Linked DNA regions of Cricetulus griseus: region 1 is linked to region 2. A link is a contact called in public Hi-C data. All regions are on one chromosome and are shown on one strand. Each heading gives the region's core, a stretch centred on a gene start, on an enhancer-like site or on the middle of the called end of the contact. The rest is flanking DNA. Distances are from core to core; before and after follow the strand shown. Region 1 overlaps Myo5b (unconventional myosin-Vb). Region 2 overlaps Acaa2 (3-ketoacyl-CoA thiolase, mitochondrial).

What was found. A called contact is a pair of places that touch in the nucleus more often than the background predicts.
Region 1: a Hi-C map of liver shows a contact between it and region 2, with 2.1 times the contacts expected there. The contact joins two enhancer-like sites. A contact is called at or near these places in 3 of 8 Hi-C or Micro-C datasets (the CHL-YN cell line, the CHO-K1 cell line and liver).

The regions. Positions count from the first base shown.
Region 1 is chr2:165,159,106-165,164,268 of CriGri-PICRH-1.0, reverse strand. It overlaps Myo5b (unconventional myosin-Vb), which reads left to right. Exons shown (of 40, transcript XM_035438715.1): 32 at 2,230-2,323; 33 at 3,623-3,766. Among named protein-coding and RNA genes, the nearest start is that of Acaa2, 29 kb to the right of the region's middle. Within about 2 kb of position 2,023, at least 1 of the 6 cell types and tissues checked has open chromatin away from gene starts, as enhancers often do.
Region 2 is chr2:165,109,402-165,114,555 of CriGri-PICRH-1.0, reverse strand. It overlaps Acaa2 (3-ketoacyl-CoA thiolase, mitochondrial), which reads left to right. Exons shown (of 10, transcript XM_027397909.2): 8 at 2,404-2,474. Among named protein-coding and RNA genes, the nearest start is that of Acaa2, 21 kb to the left of the region's middle. Within about 2 kb of position 1,760, at least 1 of the 6 cell types and tissues checked has open chromatin away from gene starts, as enhancers often do.

The DNA.
Region 1 (5,163 bases), core at 774-3,273, 49 kb before region 2:
TGAAGAGCTGTCCAACAAGATTCAGCACCATGGGTTGCAGTCAGCAACTGTGGGAGTGATTCGTGTGGAGGGCTGCCTTTCCCAGACTCCTGTGGAGAGGCCGCTGTGGAGTCTCTGCCTCGAAACAGAATGATTGCTGCAGCCTGGATGTTGGATTTTACCCAACATTTTACTTGTTATGTCTGGTGTTGAGGTGCACGCAGGTATCAGGGAATTTGTTGATTATCCCCTTGGGTTTTGTGAAAGTTTGTTAAGAACAATTATGGGAAGACCTGAACACATTTTTGTCTTCTGGACTTGGTAACATCACATTCATGGGCATCATCTGGCAGTTGCAGTATCAGAGCCTTGACTAGGTCTGCAACATTCCTCATTCAGTGGATTGGCTTAGTCAATTGGATGGATGCCTGAGGATGAGATGGGGTCAGGATAAACCGGAGGGCTCACAGGTGTGGTGGTTGGAATAAGAATGACCCCCATAGGCTCATAGATTTGAATGCTTAGTCGCCAGGGAATGGCTGTATTTGAAAAGATTAAAAGTATTCAGAGGCGTGGCCTTGTTGAAGAGAGTGTTACTGGGAGTGGGCTTTGAGGTTTCAAAAGCCCATGCCAAGCCCACAGTCTCTCTCTCATCCTGTGGATCGGGATGTAGCTCTCGGCTATTGTTCAAGCACCTGCCTGTGTGCTGTCATGCTCCCTGCCTTGATGATAATAGACTAAGACTGTGAAACAATAAGCCAGCCACCAATTGAATGTTTTCTTTTATAAGAGTTGCCTTGGTCAAGGTATCTCTTCACAGCAATAGAACAGTGACTAAGATAACAGAAGACTTCATCTGTCCCCTAAGAATCTTTACTAAAGTTTTGCAAGATACTTAAGTACTTTGTACCAACTAACTTCTTGCAGAATCTCTGATCCTTCAGTCCTCTTCCCTCCACCTCTCTCCCTCCCCCTCCTCCTCCCCAGCTGTCTGTGCTGTCACCCCATCCTTTGAACTAGGTAAACATTTAGATGCCCCTCAATCTGAGAAGTTTTTTTTGTGGTTTATACTATCTAACGATTTGTTTGTTTGCTTACTTGCTTGTTTATTTACTTGTGGAGAATCCTACCACACGTGTGGAAGTTTAGAGAAAAGCTTCCAGGAGTCAGTTCTCTACCATGTAGCTTCTGGGGATCAAACAGGCTTAGAAGCAGTGCCAGTGCCTGCTGAGCCACCTTGCCAGCCTCTTCCCCTTTTAAATGAAGAGAAAGTCCCTCAAGACACCTATAATTAGACTTGTCTGCGAAGCCCATAGCACTGGTATTAATCTTGTAACTGACTCTCCTTTGCAGGTCTACCTTAAAGCCTTCTCCATCCTCTGGCCCCCACAGGCACCTGCACTCCTGTTCACAAAGGCACACACAGCACTCAAAGACATACATGCACATAAAAATAAAATATATCCTTTTTAAAATGTCATCTATGCCTTGGACTCCATAGGCAAAGGTTCTATCTTGGTGATAGAGCACTCCCTAGCACATATCTAACCTGGGTTCTACACCCTGTGACACACATAGGGGTGGGTGTGAAAATACACACGGAAGATGTTTCAGAGGTCCCGGGATGAAGTGCTTCTTCTCCTTTTCCATTGCTCTAGTTACCTAGGCTTGGCTCCAATGGTGAAAGCAGGGCTCCTTTCCTTTCCTCTCTCCCTTCCCTACCTCAAAGAGCCACTGCCCATCTGGATAAGGATCATGATAGCAAAGTCCTTCCCTAGACAGCTTATTGTTCTAGGTCCCAATGGACTGACTCGCTTCCAATGGCAACAGTTGCTAGGAACTGAGGCCACCATTCCTGTCCTGTTTGGCTTGCTGGCCCTTCCAGCTCTATGCCTGCATCACCAACCTCCACCCAGAGTGCTGCTCACCACTCCCCTGGACACCTTGGCTGGGTGTCCTCTCAGGAGCCTTGACTTAGGGAGCCCTAGGATTCACAAGGTGCCAGAGTGCCCCAGTGGGAGGAATTTGCCCTGGGAGGAGTTCACCCTGTTGTTGCTGGCACAATGAACTCTGACTCATCGCCCTTCTGGGCTCTGAGCAGGTGCTGAGCCGGTGTGAGACAGCCCTTCTTCCCCTACCTGAGTGGAGATCCTTAGCCTTCTTGGGCCCCTCTGTTCCTAGCAAGGATTTTCCCTTTCCTTCAGTGTGAGGTGAGCATCCTGCTCTCACACGGCTCTCTTGTGCTTTCAGGATTTTAAGGAATTGGTAGAGAAGCTGGAGAAGAATGAGAGGAAGCTGAAAAAGCAGCTGAAGATTTACATGAAGAAAGCCCAGGACTTAGAAGGTAGTGTTCCTGGGTGTGCATGAGTATGTGCCTGAGTGTGTGCATGAGGCAGAGGTGACTTTGCCAGCCTGTGGGACTTCAGCCTACAGTCCCCTTCATCAGTTTTCTGGTGACGGTGCCTGCTCCAGCCCTGTCATGGAAGAATTCAACTTCCTGGGAGCTCACACCTCAGCAGGCAGAGAGAGCTGCTTGAGAGGATATGAACCAGACTCTGGAGGCTGGAGGAGTGACACACAGGTTCATAGTGGCAGCTGCCTTTGGAGGATATAGAGTCAGAGGCGAGGCTTTCTGGTCTGAAAGAACATTGTGACACAAAGACCTGGGGCCCTCACCTCACACCATGGGATGACACAATTAAACTCCCAATATGGAGTCTAGCCCAAAGGGAGGGGCAGACAGAAGGCTAAATTACTTTCCTAAAGTCCTGGGCGTATTCTTTCCTGTAACTGTTTTGCTCCATAAACAAGTGTCACCCTGCTTGTAGCCCTGAGACCCCTCAGTCTTCATCCTTCTCAGTGTCCCGCCTCCACCAGCACCTATGGTGCACACTCCTGGCATGGCACCTGGACAAGCTGCATTGTCAAGTGTTTTTCCACGCTAACACACAAATGCATCTCCTCAGCTCTACTGGTGGGGACAAAACTGGGGACTCCACATCTGTTCTGTGCTGATGACAATACCCTCATACTGTTGGTGCCCAGGTGTGCAATGAATAAATATTGGGAGTCTGTTATCCTCTTCTGGGCTGGGGGAAAGGTCTGAGTGGAGTTTTGGAGTTTAACAAGTCCTTGATACCCCGGTGGGTACCACTAAGATGCCTCCCAGATAGATGTGCTTACGTAGGCTCATGCTGCATTTAGATGCTAGGTACAGTGTTTCCACCCACTGGCACCACCTGCTCCCCTGGCCAGCTCACAACTGTACCATCATAGTGTCATGATGGCCAGTGCTGTAGTACGCACAGGGAACTATGTAGAACTGGTCTGGCTGGCTCTCTTCCCAGACTCAGGGACCTTCCTTACATCTTGGTAGGAGGAGGGAAGTACTTGCCAGCAAGGAAGACTGAACATGACTGCCACCACTTCTCATATTTTCTCTGGTCCAAAACCTACCCATTTTCCTCTCAGGTATTCTCCTCCCCCTTGTCTGCAGTAGATCCCAGCACAAGTGCTGACGTCCCACAGATAGATAGGGTTCAGGCCGCAGGAACAGGCTACATAGAGTATGGGCGCTCCAGTCCCGTGAGCCACCTTCAGCTGCATGTTCTCACCCTGTTTCTGGCATCTCTGTCCCATTCAGCTGCCCAGGCATTGGCACAGAGTGACAGGAGGCACCATGAACTCACAAGACAGGTCACGGTCCAGCGAAAAGAAAAAGACTTCCAAGGCATGCTGGAGTACCACAAAGAGGACGAGGCTCTCCTCATCCGGAACCTGGTGACAGGTCAGGATCTGCAGTGACATGCTGCCAGCCCTCCTTCCTCTCCAATTTCTATCCCCCCCCCCACCAACCCTCTCATCTCCCTGTGGATCTTCTTAATGTCCTCCTTCTCCTCAGCCCATCATCTCCAGTTGTTCCTGTGCTTCCCCCTTCTGCCTTCCCAAAATCCCACCCCCTATAGCCTTGTATCAGCACAAGGTAGGGGGGCCTCTGTTCTGCCAGTGGCTGCATGGCTCTTGCCCACCACATGCTTCTCTGTGGTGGCTGCTGCACCCCTTCTTTCTCTGGGGAAGTTGACGGTAGGCCATGATGGTTTGGCAATAGTGGGACAAGCAGTGCAGGCTTGTTAACTGTGCCAAATGCCATGCCCTCCTTGATTGTCTAACTCTCCCAGCATCTATGTCAGTTGGCACTATACAAATCCTGACTTCATCTTGGAGTATAACTGAGATCATTCTTGTAACTTGCTCAGGTCACACAAGGGATAAACAGTGAGTCAGAGGTTCTAATCCCTCTATTTACAGTCTGTAGTACTGTGCAATCCAGCACACATACTAGAATTGGACAGCCTATATGTAAATTTACCCCTTTCCTCATTAGCCATGTAGTTGAGGACCAGTGTTCTTGTGTGTGACATGAGAAAGTGATAAAGCCTGTAACACCAGGCTGGAGAGAGAGCTCAGTTAAGAGCACTGACTGCTCTTCCAGAGGACCCAGGTCCAATTTCCAGCACCCACAGGGTAGCTCACAGCTGTCTATAACTCCTATTCTAAGGGATTGAACACCCTCACACTGACGTTATGAGAAGCAGGGTGATAGAAGCTCGGTAGTGACCCAGCAGCTTCAGCAGCTCTGGGAAAGGTAGACTCCTCCCAGCTTGGTCCTCGGGACTAGAACACCTGCTACCCACTTTCTAGTCCCCACAGCTCTGGAAAGGGAAGGTTTTTTCCCTATTAAGTTAGGGCAGAGCCTCCTGCCCATGGGGTCACTCTTCAAGGATGCTCAGTTTAGGGGTCTGAGTCATGTTTGCAGGTTGTTGAGGTTTATGTCAAGATAGTTCTCTGGTCAGTAATGGATGCTACCTTCAGGAATGGAATACAGGACTCCTGGGAGCCACTTTCCTCACTAACTCTGGTTCAGTCCCCTTCCTCTCTTCTCATCTGCCTTCAGCAAGCCCCTTTATGCACCATCCAGCCCAGCCCAGAAGCTTCCTGCAGAACCAAGATGAGATCTTAGAGAAAAGAGTCCTGATGGGCAAAAGGAGGATCCTTTAGTAATCCTATCATTTAGTCTTATATCACTGGCTCTGCTCCGTGGTGCTATAGTGTCTCCTTCTGTCAAACAGATGGTGGGACTGACCCAGCCCACTCCAGCCTCTGAAATAGAGCCAGGGAGGAAAC
Region 2 (5,154 bases), core at 511-3,010:
ATAGCAAGACCTATCTCGAAAGAGAGAGAGAAAGGAAAGAAGAGAAAAACAAACAAACAAAAAAACAAAAGCTCTTTTTACTAAGTACACAGAGACTCTGATGCAAATTTTTAATTTTTTGTTTACTCTGTGAATGAGTATGTGTGAACACACGCACATGTAGACACACAAATCACAGCCTGTATGTCAAGGTCAGAGGACAACTTTTGAAGGTCATCTCTCTCATTTCACTTTATGTACTCTGGAGATCCAACTCAAGCCACCAGCCTTGGTGGCCAGCACCCTCATCCACCCAGCCATCTCACTGGCCCCAGTGAGGAGAGTTTTAGTCTTTCTTATTATCCCCACCTTTAAGGAAACAAGAGGCCAATTAGGTGCTCACTGCACACGTGACCCTGGTACTCTGCATCTCACCCGTGGCCCCATGTCCTAAAGAAGAGCCTTCCGTACAGTCTGGACTTCAGATTCTTGACAGACCAAAGAGTTTTCTGTGAGTTTGGGCCTTTTTTGACTCCTTAATTTGTTTTTTAAGATGGCTGTCAAGATGGAAGGAGGATAATGCGTTACTGCCATGTCAGCAGATGTTCAGATGACTCTGTGACTATTGCCCGGGGATTAAGTCAGCTCCCAGGTGCCCTGGAAGCCAAGCCCTTCAGACAAGGCTTCCCTCCGGGAAGAATTACTAGGAAACAAGCCTGGCGTGCTCACACCTTTTTACCTTCCATTGCTTATCTCAAATTTATGTCAACTTTATGTCATCAACTGCAGGAAATTTGACACTGCTAAAATCAGGGCTTTTTTTTTTATGTCATGGACTTAAAAGCTACATAAAGATTTTACCTTGGAAATAGAAGGTAGCCTGAAAAATAAAACCTCTGTGGAGTGAAATGGCATTCATCACATCACACCCACTGCACTGGTTCCCACATTAACTCTTCCTCTGGGGATTTTGTTGCAATAGGTCTGTAACCTGCGGTCAGTGTTTCTGCTTTTGATTTCTGAGTCCTTGGGTACTTTGATGAGCTATCAAATTTCTCTGGTTTCAATCAGTTCTTTTATAGTTGTTTTTCAGTTGAACCTCATTTAATGGGGTTTGGTGGATTAGCAGTAACTGGTGAGCAAAGGAAATGTTTCCCTGGCTTCAAATGCTTAAGTAGCGCTACTGTGGAACTGTCCGTGCCAAGGGCCCCTCAGTGTCCGGTGCCTGTGTCACCTACAAGCTTGTGTGCTCCATAGTGTGGGGCTAAGCAAAGGCCTGTGAAGCACATGGCCAGGTTTATCACAGCAACAGCCCCAACCAACATCTATATTATTAGTTACTTATCCTGTAGCTATGACAGAATACCTAACCATAAGAAAACTTAAAGAAGAGGGCTTTATTTTTGGCTGTCACTTCAAGTACATCATGGCAGCAGGAACTTTAGGCAGCTGGTCACATGATGTCTGCAATCAGGAAACAGAGAGACGAATGCTAGAGGTCAGCTCACTTCTTCTTTCTTAATCCAAGGCACCAGTCCACCAGTCACCCACCATTAGGGTGGGTCTTCCCAACTCAGCTAACCTGATTTAAATAATCTCTCACAGGCATGCCCAGAGGCTAACCTTGTCTAGCTGACCCCTCATAGGGGTGTTTCCTGGGTGATTCTAGATCCTGTCAAGTTGACAGTCACTATTAACCATAATACCAGTCATCCTGTTTTCATGTTGGATGTGTAAAGAATCTGGAGTTAGCTTCTAGTAAATCAGTAGCTATTTGGAACTGCATTTTAAACTGAATCATGTTATCTGAATGGTCATGCTTGACAAGCAAACTGGTCCAAAGAGCCTTTTAACTGGGTGAAACCTGTTCAGCCATGTGACTTCACAGCAGATTTTTTCTGATGAGTCATTTACACACTTTCTTCCTCAAAGGATAAATAGAGAAGGAAATTATCCCTAGGCAGACATCTGGTTTATGGAGATGCCACTGTGTTCCCTGCTTTTTATCCAAATGGGCTAAAGGTTCGAAGTGAATGAATGGGAATAGTTTCCACCTTGGAACACTTGGTCTGCCTGGTCATTTGAGATCAGTATAATATGTAAGTCCTGCATATAGCCCCTGGCTGCTCAACATCCTAAAGCCAGGTAGACTGTCTCATGTAGGTCTCTCACCCACAGTCGACTGCAGTCAGCTTTTCGCCTTTGTCCCTTTTTTCTGATGTGCAATCATTTCCTTGTATATTATAGGAGTGGGAGTTTTGTTCTGTGAGCTACGTTCTAACTGTATAAACGGGATGATCTGAAACTTACGGTCCAGCCACTTCAGCCTCCTGAGGGTTGGGGTGACAGGTGTGCACCACACGCCTGGCTTAAAGAATAACAAGAGAACATATATTTCCATCTAATTCCTTTATTCTTCCTTAGGCCCAGTTCCTGCAATCAATGGCGCATTGAAGAAAGCTGGACTGAGTCTTAAGGACATGGATTTGGTTGATGTAAGTGTTTTCTTTTACAATAGGAATAAGCCACCTACTTGTATAACGCAAATGGTTTAGCTTGGTATCCTGTAGCTCTTCTTTTAGTACTGTGAACTTTGCCACCTGTTCTCCACCCACATACATATTGACTGTGCATGCTTTGTGTTGGCATGTTACCCACTGTATTAAAGTGTTGTGCTTATTTTTTTGTGATTTGTGTCTGTGTGTGCACACACATGCACATATATGTGTGCATGTATGGGAACATAGGTTGTATAGTTTTTTTTTTTTCCCTTCATCTCTTTCCACCTTAGTTTTTGAGATGGATCTCTCACCAATTTGGATAAACTGGCTAGTCAGCAAGCCTGAGGGAACCCTCCCATCTCCACAACCCCACTGGGATTACCCAGCTTTTTCACAGGGGCGGTAGAGAGCTAATTTAGGTTCTTAAGCTTGCCCAGTAGATACTTTATCCACTGGGCCATCTCCCCAGTCTCACTTCACCTGCTTCTGAGTGATTTCAAGCACTCTGATCTCTCTTAATCCTGGAAACTTCTTAGAACCTCTTAGGATACTGCTATCGTTTAGACTTTAGCATGCCTGTGACGCTGTGTCAAGAGGGTGGGAAATAAGTTGTCAAGAATGAAGAGTAGAAATGTAGATAAAATCACTTACCTAATAGAAAAACAATACATAATGCTGATCTAGAAGTTACTTGCCCTTTCTCCCAAATTCAAGGCTCTTCAAATTTATATTTGGCTTCTCCACCATAGTTGTGGCTTGATTTAGAATACACTTACTGTAACCGGTCTTTCTGGAATAATGACACGGAGACTTTTTATTAATTATGAAAGCTTGACTTTAGTTTAGACTTGTTCCCAACTAGCTCTTGAAACTTAAATTAACCTGTTTATATTATAATCTACATTCTGTCACATGGCTTGTTACCTCTCCTCAGTACCACCAACTATCTCTTAAAACCTAAGTTAACAATTTATATTAATCTACATTCTGCCACGTAGCTCATTATACTTCCTCTTTGTCTGGCTGTTGAATCTCTCAACTCAAGAATTTCTATCTCTCCCTGGAAGTCCCACCTATCCTTTCCTGCATAGCTATTGGCCATACAACTTTTTATTAAACCAATCAGAAAATGCCTTAGGTAGGTGAGCAAGGACAGAGACAAATCTTCACACAGTGTACAAAAAGATTATCCCAATTTTCACACTGGAAATTTAAATTTATTGGTAGAATGATTGTGTGTGTGCTTGCACATGTGCACATATGTGTGTCATTCTAGGAATTAATGTATGCTAAACATATATTCCACACTGAGCTACATTCCAGCCCTGAGTAGCTTTTATAAATGGTAATAGTAGAACAAAGGCATCTTAATATTTAGCATAATTAAAAGAAGGGATGAATCCAAGGGCTACATAACATCAAGAGACAATGAAGAAACTTCTCAATGATAGACTATCAATGTTCCATATATGGGGAATATTAAGAATTGTAGGTAATTAAACTGATGCTGTTTGGTATTAAGAAGCAATATAACAAAGGCAATCGCTAACAAAATTCATAGAGAAGGGCTAAGCACTTGGATGATTTTCTCTGTAATAACCCCTCACTCCAGAAACCAAGTTTTAAGAAACATAAATATTTCTTCCCTCTTCAGTAGCTTTTTGCTCTAAGCCTCAAGGGGGCTGCTTACCTATCATTTTTTTATCAGCAAGCTACCACTACATTTCTGAGCTAGAGCATCCTGCCTGCAGCCTGTGCTCATCTCTGGATGTATAGATACTCAAGACAGAGCCTGACACACTGTTCCCTGGGCTTTGGAAGCCTGCTTTCCCAGCATATTCCAGATCCTGTCACAGCTCCTTGAGAACTACTACATAAAACAGAAGGGTGAATCAGACTCCATCTTGGGAGAGTATAAAAATCTAATAGAAAAGATAAGGAGATTGAAATCTGACCCCAACTCTGTAACAATCACCTTCTTTACAGTCAATTTTCTTTATGGAATTCCTGAGCTGAGATTGTTGTAGACAAAGTGTAGCCTTTCTCATGGGCAGCTGGCAGGTGTCACTGTGATGTGAATGGTGCTTGGCAGTTCTGCCACACCTAACACAGTTATCAATTCCTGTGCCTTAGGCAAGGACGGTGTATTCTTATCTGTCAGTGTCTTCCTGGAAGGATGGCTTAGTACCAAGTAATAATAGCAGCCATGTAGTGTCAGGAAATGCACATAGACACTTTCTAACCATGACTTTATTTAACCTGGGAAAAATGAATTGAACTTTGCTGTGGAAATTCAAGTAAAAAAGGGTATTAAAAAGTACACACAAGGTCACATCCTAACAAGTGAAACTGGAACCTTCCATCTAGCTCTTAAACCCCTGGGCTCTCTACCATCTCTACTCCCTCTAACACACATCTATTTTTATTATAGATAGCTTTTTTAAGGAATGCTTTTGATCCGAAATGTCATTTAGGAAATATACAACTCTTTTTATTTTTAAAGAGGTACATTTTGCCTATAGAGCCCAGGCTGGCCTCTAACTTGGAATCCTCCCATCTCCATCTCCATCTCCCAATTAGCTAGAATTAGAGTTGTGTGACACTGCACCCAGCTCTGTGCCTGTTTTTAAACCTATTTGTACGGAAGGATAATTTGTAAAGGAAGATAATTCTA